Linked DNA regions of Mus musculus: all the other regions are linked to region 1. A link is a contact called in public promoter capture Hi-C data. All regions are on one chromosome and are shown on one strand. Each heading gives the region's core, a stretch centred on a gene start, on an enhancer-like site or on the middle of the called end of the contact. The rest is flanking DNA. Distances are from core to core; before and after follow the strand shown.

Region 1 (2,552 bases), core at 14-2,513:
TGGTTGTCTATGCACAAGGTCTTAAACAAAACAAAACAAACCCCAGACATGATGGCACACACCTACGATCCCAGCACAAGGAAGATAGGCAGGAGGATTAGAAGTTCAGGGTCACCATAGGCTACACAGCAAGTTCGAGGCCAACTCAGAATATGTGAAACCCTGTCTTCTGAAAAAAAAAAAAAAAAGAGTTTAATGTTTTTGGTGTTAAATTAGTAGACAGTAAATTGCACAGCAAGGTGCACTTCAAACTGTATTTCAGTGGCAGAACTCACAGCACAAATGTTGTCTGCATGGCTGCTATGAGGCTACAACATGAATTACTGCAGAAAACAAAGGAAACAAAAAGAATCTCACTGACAGGACAGGCCCTCCAGAATGCAAGGGGTTAAGCAGATCTACCCACAGTGGAAAAAGGGAAGGGGGGCTCTTCATTTTCCTTCATTAAAGACTAATTTTAGGTCTTTCTAGTAAATTAACATGCTGTTTATACTTCGGATACTCCCGACCCTCAAGTCTTGGAAAACATAAAATTTCCAAGAATTAAAGTTTCCATTAATACAAACGCCAAAAGCAGGATGACCGGCGGGGGGGAAAAAAAGCACATTTGTTCCCCCACCCCCACCCCCGCTCCTTCTCAAAAGCTATAGAAAGACATTTACTGTATAATCTTTCTTGTGCGCAAGTGAGCAGTCTTATCATTCTTACGATCTAGACTGGAGGGAGAGGCCTGCGGCCAAGAGTCAAAACGGAGCCGCGACTGCGCCTGCCTGCCCCGAAGGCAGGTGTGGTGCTGGACTTTGCTTAGCCGTCCTGCTGGGTGTAAATTTTCTTTATTGGAAGAGACTGTTGATGGTGTTTTTGTTGTTAGTCTCTATCTTTGTTTCCCTTTTTGTTTCTTTTGTGTGACTTTAAGTGCCTGAAAACTGGTCTTAGTTGGTGAAATCGGTTTTTTTTCCGAAAGGATTTCAGCCCTCCCACCCCTCTATATTCTAACACGAATAGATTTACAAGTTCAGGGCAGGGACCCCACCCTCACCCCACGCTCACCCCACAATCACCCCACCCAAAACACCTACACTCTCTCTATCTGGTTTTATTTCATCTGAAGTAACCCAGTGATACCCCCCCCCCGCAAGTTACACTTTAAAAAATAATAAATTAAAATCTCTTTGCGTCAGTGAACTTGGGCTCAGAAAGTTCTCTGAGCAGCGAGCCTTTTAAAGATGTGTGTGCCGGTCTGGCAGCAGAATCCGGGCTACTGGGAACCGAGCTGGCTCGGCTGGTGCCTCCTCCCCCGGTGGTCCCTCCCTTCTGGCCGGCTCCCTGCCTCCCCGGCTCCCCCGACTGGCCTCCGCCTCCACTTTCCCCGGCTCGCTCGGAGGTCTGGCCCCAGCTAGGCGGCTGAGGAGCTGGCGGAGCATGGCCACTAGCACCTCTATCCCCAGCTCCTACCCCGCCCTCCCCGTGGCCCGGCAGCAGGAGGGGGGAAGCCAAACCCAACCCTCATCTTCCAGCCCTCCTCCCCGCGTGCACTATGGATCGCACCTTCTAGAGTCTTAACTCAGTTCTGGAGGACCAACATCCCCCGGATCTGCACTTCGGGAGGTCTCTGCTCCCGGGATGCGAGAGCCTGGGACCAGCCCGCCCTGTGCGGAGCTCAAGCCGCAGCCGGGAGCGCAAACCCGAGTCTGTAAGTTGCATCGCGCCTCCCGGGGAGAGGAGGGGAAGCCGGCTATAGCGCAGCCCAAAGCCAAACAGTCAAGGTGTACCCAGATTGGCTCGAGCTGTGCAAATCCACTGCAGACCTCAGCAGTGTCTCTAATCCCCGCGTCGCAAATTACTTTCCAGCATATAGTATGATATAGGTTCAGAGGGAGGGGCGGGGAGTCTGGCTGCCTTTTAAAACGCATCTCGTAAATCCTTCCAATTTAATATCAATCATTTTCAAGTTCGAAAACGCAATGTTTGGTATCTTTTAATTACAGTTAATATTTTCTTAATGAACAGGAAGCAGTTTTCTTCGCTGCTACTAAAAGAATCCCTCCATCTTTCCTTTTAACCTTGCTACTTTATCTAAATAGTTTAGCAAGTAGATAGTGAACCCACTTGGCCTTTAATTTTCGTCCTCAGGCTTGCCTGACTAATCCCGAGACACAAAAGAATATACAGAAAATGCTTAAAGATTTGCTTATAGCGGTTATTTCCAAGAGTGAGCAGGGAGGAGAGAGAGAGAGGGGGGGGGGGATTCCTCCGGTTCTGATCAAAAGTTTTCTCTGGGATCCCAGACCTCAGACACAAAGTGGGTTCTCTTTTGTATTGATCACATCTTTAATTTAATATGTGTGTAAAACAGCATCCCTTTGTACAGATACCTGAGACGAGGAAATGAAGTTGACAGTTTTTAATAAGCGTTTCTCTAGTCTAGGAGGACGCGTGTGGAGGAAAGGAGCCACAGGTTCAGGCAGGTGCATAGGCGGGCTATGGTGAAAGGAAGATGTTGGCCAGGAAGAGCATCATCCCGGAGGAGTATGTGCTGGCGCGCATCGCAG
Region 2 (2,552 bases), core at 39-2,538, 250 kb after region 1:
GGCCTCCAGGGCAGAGGCACAAGCGCATTCCCTCAACAGGTGTGTATTCTTATGGAGATCAGAAGTCAGTTTTAAGTGTCACACAGGCACCATCCACCTCTGGGTTTTGAGACAGGGTCATGAACTGGCCTGAAGATTGTTAAGTAGGCTAGGATGACCAGACTGGAAGTACCAGGGATCTGCCTGACTCCACATTTCCAGTGTCCAGCTTTTAAATGTGGGTTCTGGAGATTAAAACCAGATTTCAGGCTGTGGGCATTGAGGATGGGAGAAGGGGGTGGTGGGTAAGTCTATTTTAAGCTAGGCAGTTAAATGTTCTCTCTGTCTCTATCTCTGTCTCTCTTTCTCCTTCTCCTTCTCCCCCTCCTGCTCTTCCGTTCCTCCTTCTTTCCTTCCTTCATTCTTGTGTGTGTGTGTGTGTGTGTGTATGTTTGTGTATGTATGTTTGTGTATGTGTTTTTATCTCCAGCAGTAAGTTTCTATTTCTCTAGTTAGTGTGTCTGTCTTTATTGGCCATACCACAAAGAATAGAAAAAAATTAGGAGACCAACTCTTACCCCAGACAATCAATAATTCCAGAGACAGAAACATTATCTCTAGTAGAAAACGGGGTACATAGATACTTTTAGAACAATGGACAAGAGAGAGAAGGTTACACACCAAGTAGGACATCCTAACCCCCAACCCCAACCCCTAAACACCTTAAAGCTGGTATTGCCCACCCCGCACACCCTCTGGAGCCTCCCTTTCTATATGAGAAGCCTGCAAGGCTTGCCGCTAAACACAGAGGTGCTGTCTTTTAATTCTTTAACTCATGGAAACGCAGAAGCCAGCTGGCAGGGATATCATGCCTACCTACACTTCTGTGATGGATCAGTCTCCCCCAGGTCCTCCGTGCACATCTAAGTTCATGAAGTGGGCAATTATAAAAGTACATGAGGCTTGCTAAAGGCTTTTTAATGAGTGCCAGTAACAGGAAGCCACATTTGAGGGAGCTTTCTGTGGTCTTTTGAGAAGATGTTTCAATTGTGAGCCAAGGCCACTGAGGAGTTAACTGCTTGAAACCAAATAAATCAGGAGGGAGGGGCCTCAGGCTCCAAGTGGCTAATCTTGGAATCTGTTTCCAAGATTATAACCTGTTTTATGCAACCTTCAAAACCAAAGAAACTTTAACAAAAGATTAGAAGTTATATAAACAAAGATCTCTTTATTCACCCGCCTGCTTTCCCAAGGGACAGAAGGCTCTGTCTACACTCTGCAGGGTGTCTCTTCTGCCAGCCTCTCAGTACATGACTTAGGAAAGCATCCGTGAGCTTATACACCAGCAGCAACCGTCAATGGGATTGCTGAGGAGTGCTCAGGTAAAGGTCGTTCATTTCCTCTGCTGGTTGTGGGTCCAATCCGGCAACTTTTGCTTGGGAAAACGAGAGGCAGATTTAATTATAAGTTATAAATTTAAGAGTCTTTGAGTTTTCTAATATTGGCTTTTAAAATTCTTGATAGCAACAGCAACTAGATTTAATACTGGATTTATTCTGTGCAATGGCAAAAAGTGATTGTTTATTCCTCCACAAAGTTTGGTGTGCCTGGAGTTTTTAAGTGTGTAGCTACAAGTGGTTTGTTTGGTGAATTAGAAAAGAGTCTAACTGGAGTCTCAGGAGTGTTGTTGTTTGCTCTTTGCTTTGTCAATGGCCTGGAAGGCCTCTCTTTCTTTGTTTAGGTCCCCTGTATCAGCCTTTCCAATTCCCATAAGCCTTGCATTCTCTATAGGTTCTTTCTTTTTTCTTTTCTTTTATTTTTATTTTTATTTTTAGCTTTATTTATTTTTTGTATATAGGTACACTGTAGCTGTCTTCAGACACACCAGAAGAGGGTATCAGATCCCATTACAGATGGTTGTGAGCTCTGGAAGAGCAGCTGGTACTGAGCCATCATCTCTCCAGCCCTCTCTATAGGTTCTTATCTCCCACCCTCCAAATCCCAAAGGAAAGCCATCAACATTCATACTGTCCACCCCCCCCCCCCCCCAGTCTTCACGGGCATTCATGCTAAAATTAAAAAGAAAAACGTTACTTAAAGACAAACAAACAAACAAACAGTAGCACAGAGTCAGTTGTTGCTTATCTTCATATTTTTCTGTATTCACAAACAATGTACAAGAATGTTTGTCATTGCATGTGTGTGTCATTGCATGTGTGTGTCATTGCATGTGTGTGTCATTGCATGTGCGTGTCATTTCATGTAACCATAGACATAGATCCTCTTTCATTCTGACTTTTAAGACCATCTGATAGTCAGGGTTTGTTGCTATCTTCATTTAAGTTTTATGGAAAACTTACTGTGTCAGTGTGCATATATAAATCGTGCTTGGTCTGTAGGTGACAGCAGGTGGGTCCCCCAAAGTGAATTCACACAGGCCTGGTGTCCTGCTGTTCACAGACCCACCACTCCACACCCTGCCACTGGGTATTGGGCAGCTCTTGATTTCCTTCATTTACTGCCTGAAGCCAGGGCGTACGTAGATTGTTTTGGGTGAATTGTCTCTGCACCTA
Region 3 (2,552 bases), core at 33-2,532, 230 kb before region 1:
TATATATAACAACAAAGTTAAAGAAGAGGAGAGTGTGAATTTTGGAGGGGAGGACCTACAAGGGGTAGGAGGGAGGAGGGGGAGGGGAGAAATGACTTAAAATAATTATATTTTAATTACGTAAAAATAAGTATCTAAAAGGGAGCCAATGGGTAGTTATGCAAAAATTAGCTATCAAAAATTAATCCTGCCAATAGTTTTATTTTTAAAAAGGACCTTGAATTTCCAATCCTCCTGCCTCCACCTGCTGGGTGCTGGGATTGTAGATCTGTACCACTATACATTGTGTCTGTGTGGCTGGGCATCCATTCCTGGCTTCCTACATGCTACGTAGCTGCACCAAGTGAGCAGCCCACCCTCAAGCTCTGCTTTCTGTTGGCTTGTCCTAGAACACAGCAAGCCAGGACACTTCATTGCTGTCCTCCGTTCATGTGTTTATTCTATTAGTGCATTCTCTGTCATCTCCTGTGTATATGATCTGTTACTATGTATATGTTTCTGTTACTGCCATGGGCATCTTTCTTCTTCAGATATTTTCCCTACAGTATAACCTCTATTTTTGACACTCGATTAAAATTTTGTCCATTTCTTCATTAATGTTCCTTCCATTGTCAGACAAGCCAAATTTTCAACTGAGTTTCATTGAAATAACTGAGCATTTCTTTACTATATCTAATTGAATCTGGAATATTGTAATATTACCAACCAAGACTAAAATTGAGTGAGATAAGAATTAACTTCCTTCTCTCTACAGATTCCTGTTTGCATGTGTTCTCAGGAAATCTCTTTTTAGTGTGGTATTCTGACTATCACTGTATTTCTTCTAAACTACAGCTCATAAAGGCTGTCGCAAGAGTATTTCCCAATTCCTGGAGACATTCTTATTTCCCTGTTGCTGTGTCCCCTCAAACTTTAAATACTGACTACTTCCTATACTGTAGAAACCCAATTTTCTTAATTACTTTCAGTGACATAATTCATTGTAGTGACTAAAGACTTTACCTATTTAGGACAAAGGATTTGATAGTGGTACAATCTTAACACAGTGATTACTCCTGGCTGCCTGGTAGTTTTCTATGCAAATGAGCCTGAACTGAGTGGAAGGACACATTTTGTAACCTGTGTTATCAGAAAAATTCAGATAACATGACTTTTATAATAGACATTGGCTCAGTTGTGGTTTAAAAATTATTCTTCTAGAGAGCTGCAAAAGGTATATATAGACACATGGAATATCAGCTTGGAGATACCAAGATTCCTCTGCCACTCTGCTGAGGTTGTGACCAAGGGCCAGGTTTGTCTGTGGCTTGTGGAGGGACTGTGCTGACTATACAGCCTCTAATAGGGTCAGTGGAAGATGTCATGCCAGAGTCAGCCAAGTCTCCTCCATAAGTACATGGGCATCTTCTTCTCTACCATGTCTTCAGAAGAACTCCTTGGTTCCTTGGACTCTTTTGATGCTAGAGAAGATGACATATTTCTGGTTTCCTACCCAAAATCTGGTGAGTTTCCCCCTAAAATGTACTAAAAGATACAGAGATGCAACAGTAAGAGGTATAGAAACATTGTTTCCATTTACTTAGTGTTCTATAAGATACAGAGATGCAACAGTAAGAGGTAGAAACATTGTTTCCATTTACTTAGTGTTCTATAAGATACAGAGATGCAACAGTAAGAGGTAGAAACATTGTTTCCATTTACTTAGTGTTCTATAAGATACAGAGATGCAACAGTAAGAGGTAGAAACATTGTTTCCATTTACTTAGTGTTCTATAAGATACAGAGATGCAACAGTAAGAGGTAGAAACATTGTTTCCATTTACTTAGTGTTCTATAAGATACAGAGAAGCAACAGTAATGGAAACATTGTTTTTGTTTCCATCTCAGACATTTTTTGGGGGTGGGGGGATGACTTTCAAGGATTTAGATTTCTTACTTTAAAAAGACTCAAGTGAAATGATTGAAGCTCTGCTAAAGTTTTCCTCTTCATTTGATTTATGAAGGTGCACAAATGTTGATATATCATATGAAATAAGCAAAATAGCTATGTGATAGATTCCCATTGTATCTTGCCCAGATCGTCCTGATGACTAAACAACCTTTGCTCAGCTCATACTTAATTGTCTATAACTTTTTTCATCTACACTAATAAGAGCCGTAAATACTTTCCCTGCTAAAGTTTTACTTCAGAATCGATTCGTACAGAGTTGTACACCCATGGGTGTCATTGAGTAAGTAATGCCACTCTGTACTTTCTTGGACTTAGTTCTATGATAATTTTGTTTGTTATGTAACATCCAGTTGCCTGCTACAATTTCCTTAGTAGTGGTCACATAGAGACGGTGGCTACAGTTAAGGTGTTCAACAACGAGCAGCCACGTCCAGTCAGTTATGCAGTGTAGTCACCAGTTAGATCGGGTCATCAGTGTGGGAAGAAGCAAAGTGCACAAAGGTCAGGGGTTTTGAGAACACACACACACACACACACACACACACACACACACACACACACACTCTGCTCAATTTCAATCCCAGAGAATCTGATGCCCTCT
Region 4 (2,552 bases), core at 15-2,514, 230 kb after region 1:
TCCCACGAAGCTCAGCACCCTCAACCCCACGCCCTCAGGCCATACAACAGTCCTGTGACTCAACCTATTTGAATGTCCTATATCTGACCACTCTCTGCCTTTGTTTCCTCTTCATATTCTGTAATCTATCTTGTACATTTCTTGTTGGATCAAGTTCTCAAAACTTAATACTCCTGAGAACTATCTACAGGTTAGCTTCCTGCTTCACACAGCTGTCGACCATTTGCCCTTAACACACACACTGTAGCTAATCAAATTTACAAAGCTTTCACCCCTAACTCGAAACCATCTATTTGCAGACTTTCATTAAACACAGCAAGTCGTATCAACCTATGTGGTCTGAACTCTGGCAGTCTTCCTTGCTTCTGTCTCTTATCAGCTTCTCTGCTTGCAATTTAAGTCATGCTTTCTTCCCATGAAGGCTACACTGTGGAGTATGTTTTTCTTCTCTATTTGGTAATCTTTACACATTAAGAGAAGTTAATTACCCCTTACCTTAATTCACTCCTACCAGTAACTCCTAAGATTAAGGTAACACAGTGATGACGTGACTTGGAATATGAACTCTTTGATGGATAAACAGGAGCTGCACCACCCAAGTTTAACAACTCAAAAAACACTTCCTGCTACTATTTCTGGTGACTTCAGCGGTTGGTGATCGCAACAAAATAGTTCTTTTCTGTAATACGCACATGTAAACACATCTGATTCATTTGTTTATCATGATTAGAATTTCCTCATCTGTAGTCCTTTGCCCCAAACTTCTGCTAGACATGAAATTTTATCTTTGGAGTTCAAGGTAACGTTGAAATTATTTATTAACGTCGTGGCACTTATCAAGAAACTAAATTTCATGTGTGAAGGAAATCTGAAAAGTGGGAGAATTTTCTGTCCAAACGCCAAGGTCTCCTGCCCACTGGCACACTATTCCACCCGGAGTCTGGTTCGATTTTGGATTCCTAGCTAATTAGGCACTGTCTACTCCTGGCCCCAAACGCTACAACGGGGCTCTGCGCAGCCTCCCCACCAGCGGCGCCGCCGAGTGGGCGTGGGGAAAAGCCGGAAGAGCGACCCGCGAAGCGGTGCCGCCCGCCGCAATCTCCCGTAACCACGACAACAGGGTCCAGAAGGGGCGGAGCACGCGCCCACGAACCTGCTCGGCACACGTGACGCCAGCGATGCCACCTCCTACCACCACGAATGTCCCTGCCGGTCGCGGGGCCTCCATAGTTCCCCGGGGGCTGGCGGCAGACTGAACACTGGTGAAAGTTCCAGCTATTTTCTACCCGGAAGAGACGCTGCCCACAAATCACTTCCGGCGCTCGGGCCATTGACATTGGACTACGGGTGCCCGGAAGCTCACACTTAGTCCGTATGAGTATTTCCCACGTGTTTTGCGTTTGAAAATCTGGAGGCAGACTTTCCGGCTGTTACCACGCCCACATCTTGAACTCTGGTTGCCCCTGCCTTAGGGGACTTTCATGCGAGCCTCTTCTTATTCTGTAGGGGAAGAACTCGAATCCTCTGGAATAGTCTCGATTGCTGCCCTTCACATAGCAATGGGATATTGTGAAAACTCATTCTTTTTGTTTTTGTTTTTGTTTTTTGCGAGACAGGGTTTCTCTGTATAGCCCTGGCTGTCCTGGAACTCACTTTGTAGACCAGGCTGGCCTCGAACTCAGAAATCCGCCTGCCTCTGCCTCCCGAGTCCTGGGATTAAAGGCGTGCGCCACCATGCCCGGCCTTTGAAAACTCATTCTTTATGACATCTTTATGACAATCAAATACTGTTGAATAGTTGAAGAAGTTAGCCTCTAACTTCCAATTCTGAGCTCAGTAAAAATGTACAGGTGCAAAAACATAGCATTTCTTAACAGTTATAGTTTCCTAGTGTTCATTTGCCTGAGGAATGGCGTTCAGAAATGGCTGAGTTGTTTTCACCTCTTTCCTCTGCAGTATCCTCTCTTACCTTGCTGTTAATCTTTGTGCCCTTGTGGATTGTCTCGCTTGGCGGTTTGATTTTAATATTAAGGCCTTTTTTAATCGTCTCTGTCTAACACTGGTATTTATTGATGCCTCTTTAATTCTTTAAACTCTGAGGATGGCCAATCTGGGTAACAGGGACTCTATATCTCATTATAGATATACACTGCTTCATCGTTTTACAGGAGACCATTTGCTCCTCAGCTTTGAATGACACCGCTGCTTTCTTTCTTTTCTTAGCACACACAACGTCAGCTTTTTGCAACTCCTTTCCCTCAATAAGCTGCCGCTCCTCATCAATAACTTTAATAACTGTAAAATGGAGAAAGGAGTTGCCTCTATGTAGCCCAAAAACATCTTATGAGTTTAAACCTACCCTGCTTTACTTCATCCCAACTACACCAAAGTCGTAAGCTCCTTGACACGACCCCAGCTACTATTTCTGGTGACTTCAGTGGTTGGTGATCTCAGTAAAATAGTTCTATTTGTAATACCCACATGTAAACACACCTGATTCATTTGTTTATCATAGTTAGAACTTCTGTTGGACATGTTACTCATCAACATAA
Region 5 (2,552 bases), core at 35-2,534, 190 kb before region 1:
TTTGTCCCTGTGGCCTATACATAATTAACTTCTCACTCCTTTGCAGTCTGCATTCTGAGAGGTTTAAAAACACAAAACCAAACAAAAACCAATCGAGAGCTCCGTAAGGGATAGAACTGTGCACGGACCGTCTTGCTATCTCCTTGCGTGTGTATGGAAAAAAGTGGGGCTCAAGAAATGTTTACTGAGCTGAACCAAATTCACGATACTCCCCTATCTCTCCTCAGCACACTTCCTATTACGTGTTATTTTCAGAAGCCAGCTGTTTCTTTAGCTCCACCCAGAGCTTCCTTTGAGTCAAAACACAAAGAAAACTCATACATTTATATCTTTTGCTATCCCATCTTTAAACAATGTCAGTTGGGTGAAAAAAAAAATCTGCCTTCATAATATGGGGAAATCAATAGCCTTCTGAATCAATCATCTTAAAAGCCAAATCATCAAAAGGTAGCAATAAATTCAAGCAGAATTTGGATGCAGCTAGCACGGGCATTTAAATTCCTTGTTGGCAAAGGATTTTTATCTCCCTCCTTTGATGAATGGCATCAACTTGTAACTCCTGATCAATCCGGTGGAGGCCGAGAGGATGCAGAGATAAAAACTGCCTTTAGTGAGGCCAAAGTTCAAGAGGTAGGCTAAACCCATTCACACCCATAAAACAGTCATACCTCGTACACACGTAGGGACCATTTCCTCTTTGTGCTGACTCACAGCCTCACAGCCAGAGAATATTTTTTTCTCAAAGGTGAGGGAAGACTCTCTAAGCTGGGGAGCCCCAACTCGACTCCATTCATGCACCTGCTGCCTCCCGGGCCTTGCAGCACCCGGCAGTCTGCGCAGCCCAGAGGTGACAGGCGCCCATCAAGCAGGGGCGACCCAGGGTCAGGCCTGGGGACCCCGACCCCCGACCCCCGACCCGGGCCCGGCTCCCGCACATGCGCACCTCTGGAAGACCCCCGCATCCAGGGCGGCGCGCAGGACCCAGCCAATGAGCGGAACCCCCGCCAGGCGCTTGATGTTCTTCAGTGGGATGCCTTTGCTGCCGCCGCGGGCCAGCACCAGCGCTGCCAGGTGCGGCGGCTTCTCTAGGCCGCGCCCCGCGCCCCGGCTGCGCTGCAGCTTCGGGGGCCGGCCCCGGGACGGCCGTCCACGCGGGGCGGGCCCCGACGTGGCGGCCCCCTTCTCCAGCGCGTCCATCTTCCTCCCACGCCGCCGCTCCAACGTCTCCACATCCGGGAGCTCGGCCCCGCCGACTCCACTCGGTACCGCCCGCCTGCTGTGGCAGCTGTAGGCCACGCCCACGGCTCCGCCAGCCCCGGGGCACGCTGGGAGTTGTAGTTCCCCGCGCCGTCACCCTGCAGTGGGGCCGGCCAGGTGAGCTCAGAGGAGCCTCTAGTTGAATGGCGCTTTGTGCAGTGTTCAATAATGTCTGGAGATTTCTAAAATAAATGAGAATTAGTCCTCCTCCACTCATCTCCTCCTCTCCAGCCTCTTTCCGTTTTCCCATTTCTTCCTCCCCTTACACCTTCCTCCATTTCTTCCTTCTTCCCTTTTTTTTCCCTCTCCAACCACTCCCCATCAACATACTAGGTAACTTCAGGTCATGAGAAGCTGAGTCGGGTTTACTGGGCAACAGCCCCTAGCCATAAAGAATTGCTTAGTCCCAGCCTAATTGTTTCACAAACAATATTTTGGGCTCTCAAACAGTATGAGAGAGAGAGAGAGAGAGAGGGAGAGAGAGAGAGAGAGGCAGACAGAGAGAGAGGCAGAGAGAGGCAGACAGAAAGAGAGACAGAGACAGAGAGAGAGACAGAGAGAGAGAGAGAGACAGAGAGAGAGAGAGACAGAGAGAGACACACAGAGAGAGAGAGAGAGAGAGAGAGAGAGAGAGAGAGAGAGAGAGAGAGAGAGAGAATGTCTGTAAATGGGCTCAACCTGCAACAGCAGAAAGCTTGGGGCCCCTCGCTGTTGCAATAAATCAGTCTCAACCTGTGGGGATCAAGGTCTATCTTCTCTACCTCACTTTTCTTACAGTTATCATCATCCTCTTTTCTTACAGTTATCATCATCCTCTGCTTTGCTCTCTGACTGGAGCTAGCCTTGAACTCACTATATAGTTCAGATTAGCCAGGAACTCATGACATAGCTCAGGGTGGCCTGGAACTTGAGGCAATCTGGCTGAGCTGCCACTCCCAAGGAATGAATGAATGAATGAACTGAAGACCCTCCCCACTTGGAAACTTCTTAGTCCATACTATAGCATGGATCTATTTTATGATTTAATGCTTTTATATTAAACATCAATCTTCCTATGCTCCTGATTCATCTCCCTCTCCAAGAAATTGCCCCATTTTAATGTCCTACAGGTGCCTCGAACTCAACATTTTAAGCCATCGTCCCCCTCCCATGGGCTTGGCATTCCCTGCTAATTCAGCCAACAGTGTTACCTTCTGCTGGTGTGTCAGCTTTATTAATCCCTTCCAGTGTAGTGCACACCTGTTCCCTTCTAAAAAAAAAAAAAAACTTTTAAAAAGTTGTCTGATAAAATATAT

Evidence for each region. Promoter capture Hi-C pulls out the DNA fragments that hold promoters and counts their contacts. Capture Hi-C pulls out chosen DNA fragments and counts their contacts.
Region 2: a contact with region 1 is called in a promoter capture Hi-C map of embryonic stem cells, with 2.4 times the contacts expected there. The contact joins the promoter of Slco1a5 here to the promoter of Kcnj8 in region 1. A contact is called at or near these places in 2 of 39 promoter capture datasets (both in embryonic stem cells) and 1 of 9 other capture datasets (adipose tissue).
Region 3: a contact with region 1 is called in a promoter capture Hi-C map of the HPC-7 cell line, with 2.6 times the contacts expected there. The contact joins the promoter of Sult6b2 here to the promoter of Kcnj8 in region 1. A contact is called at or near these places in 9 of 39 promoter capture datasets (the C10 cell line, the HPC-7 cell line, cranial neural crest and 6 more), 1 of 484 Hi-C or Micro-C datasets (embryonic stem cells) and 1 of 115 datasets of contacts at active chromatin or transcription factors (embryonic stem cells).
Region 4: a promoter capture Hi-C map of adipose tissue shows a contact between it and region 1. The contact joins the promoter of Pyroxd1 here to the promoter of Kcnj8 in region 1. A contact is called at or near these places in 4 of 39 promoter capture datasets (embryonic stem cells, frontonasal cranial neural crest and liver), 1 of 484 Hi-C or Micro-C datasets (LSK cells), 2 of 115 datasets of contacts at active chromatin or transcription factors (effector CD8 T cells and memory CD8 T cells) and 2 of 9 other capture datasets (adipose tissue and liver).
Region 5: a contact with region 1 is called in a promoter capture Hi-C map of liver. The contact joins the promoter of Cmas here to the promoter of Kcnj8 in region 1. A contact is called at or near these places in 13 of 39 promoter capture datasets (the 3T3-L1 cell line, 3T3-L1-derived adipocytes, the C10 cell line and 9 more), 2 of 484 Hi-C or Micro-C datasets (embryonic stem cells and natural killer cells), 14 of 115 datasets of contacts at active chromatin or transcription factors (DN3 thymocytes, bone marrow-derived macrophages, craniofacial prominence and 8 more) and 2 of 9 other capture datasets (adipose tissue and liver).

What each region holds. Positions count from the first base shown.
Region 1 is chr6:142,570,325-142,572,876 of GRCm38.p6, reverse strand. It overlaps Kcnj8 (potassium inwardly-rectifying channel, subfamily J, member 8), which reads left to right and starts at 1,263. Exons shown (of 3, transcript NM_008428.5): 1 at 1,263-1,693; 2 at 2,424-2,552. The coding sequence starts at 2,498.
Region 2 is chr6:142,321,717-142,324,268 of GRCm38.p6, reverse strand. Slco1a5 (solute carrier organic anion transporter family, member 1a5) reads left to right here and starts at 1,288. Exons shown (of 15, transcript NM_130861.3): 1 at 1,288-1,361.
Region 3 is chr6:142,803,196-142,805,747 of GRCm38.p6, reverse strand. Sult6b2 (sulfotransferase family 6B, member 2) reads left to right here and starts at 1,282. Exons shown (of 6, transcript NM_001145390.1): 1 at 1,282-1,502. The coding sequence starts at 1,358.
Region 4 is chr6:142,344,409-142,346,960 of GRCm38.p6, reverse strand. Pyroxd1 (pyridine nucleotide-disulphide oxidoreductase domain 1) reads right to left here and starts at 1,264. Exons shown (of 12, transcript NM_183165.3): 1 at 1,154-1,264. The coding sequence starts at 1,228.
Region 5 is chr6:142,755,418-142,757,969 of GRCm38.p6, reverse strand. It overlaps Cmas (cytidine monophospho-N-acetylneuraminic acid synthetase), which reads right to left and starts at 1,284. Exons shown (of 8, transcript NM_009908.2): 1 at 944-1,284. The coding sequence starts at 1,197. LOC115490443 (a long non-coding RNA gene) reads right to left here and starts at 662. Exons shown (of 2, transcript XR_003956544.1): 1 at 1-662.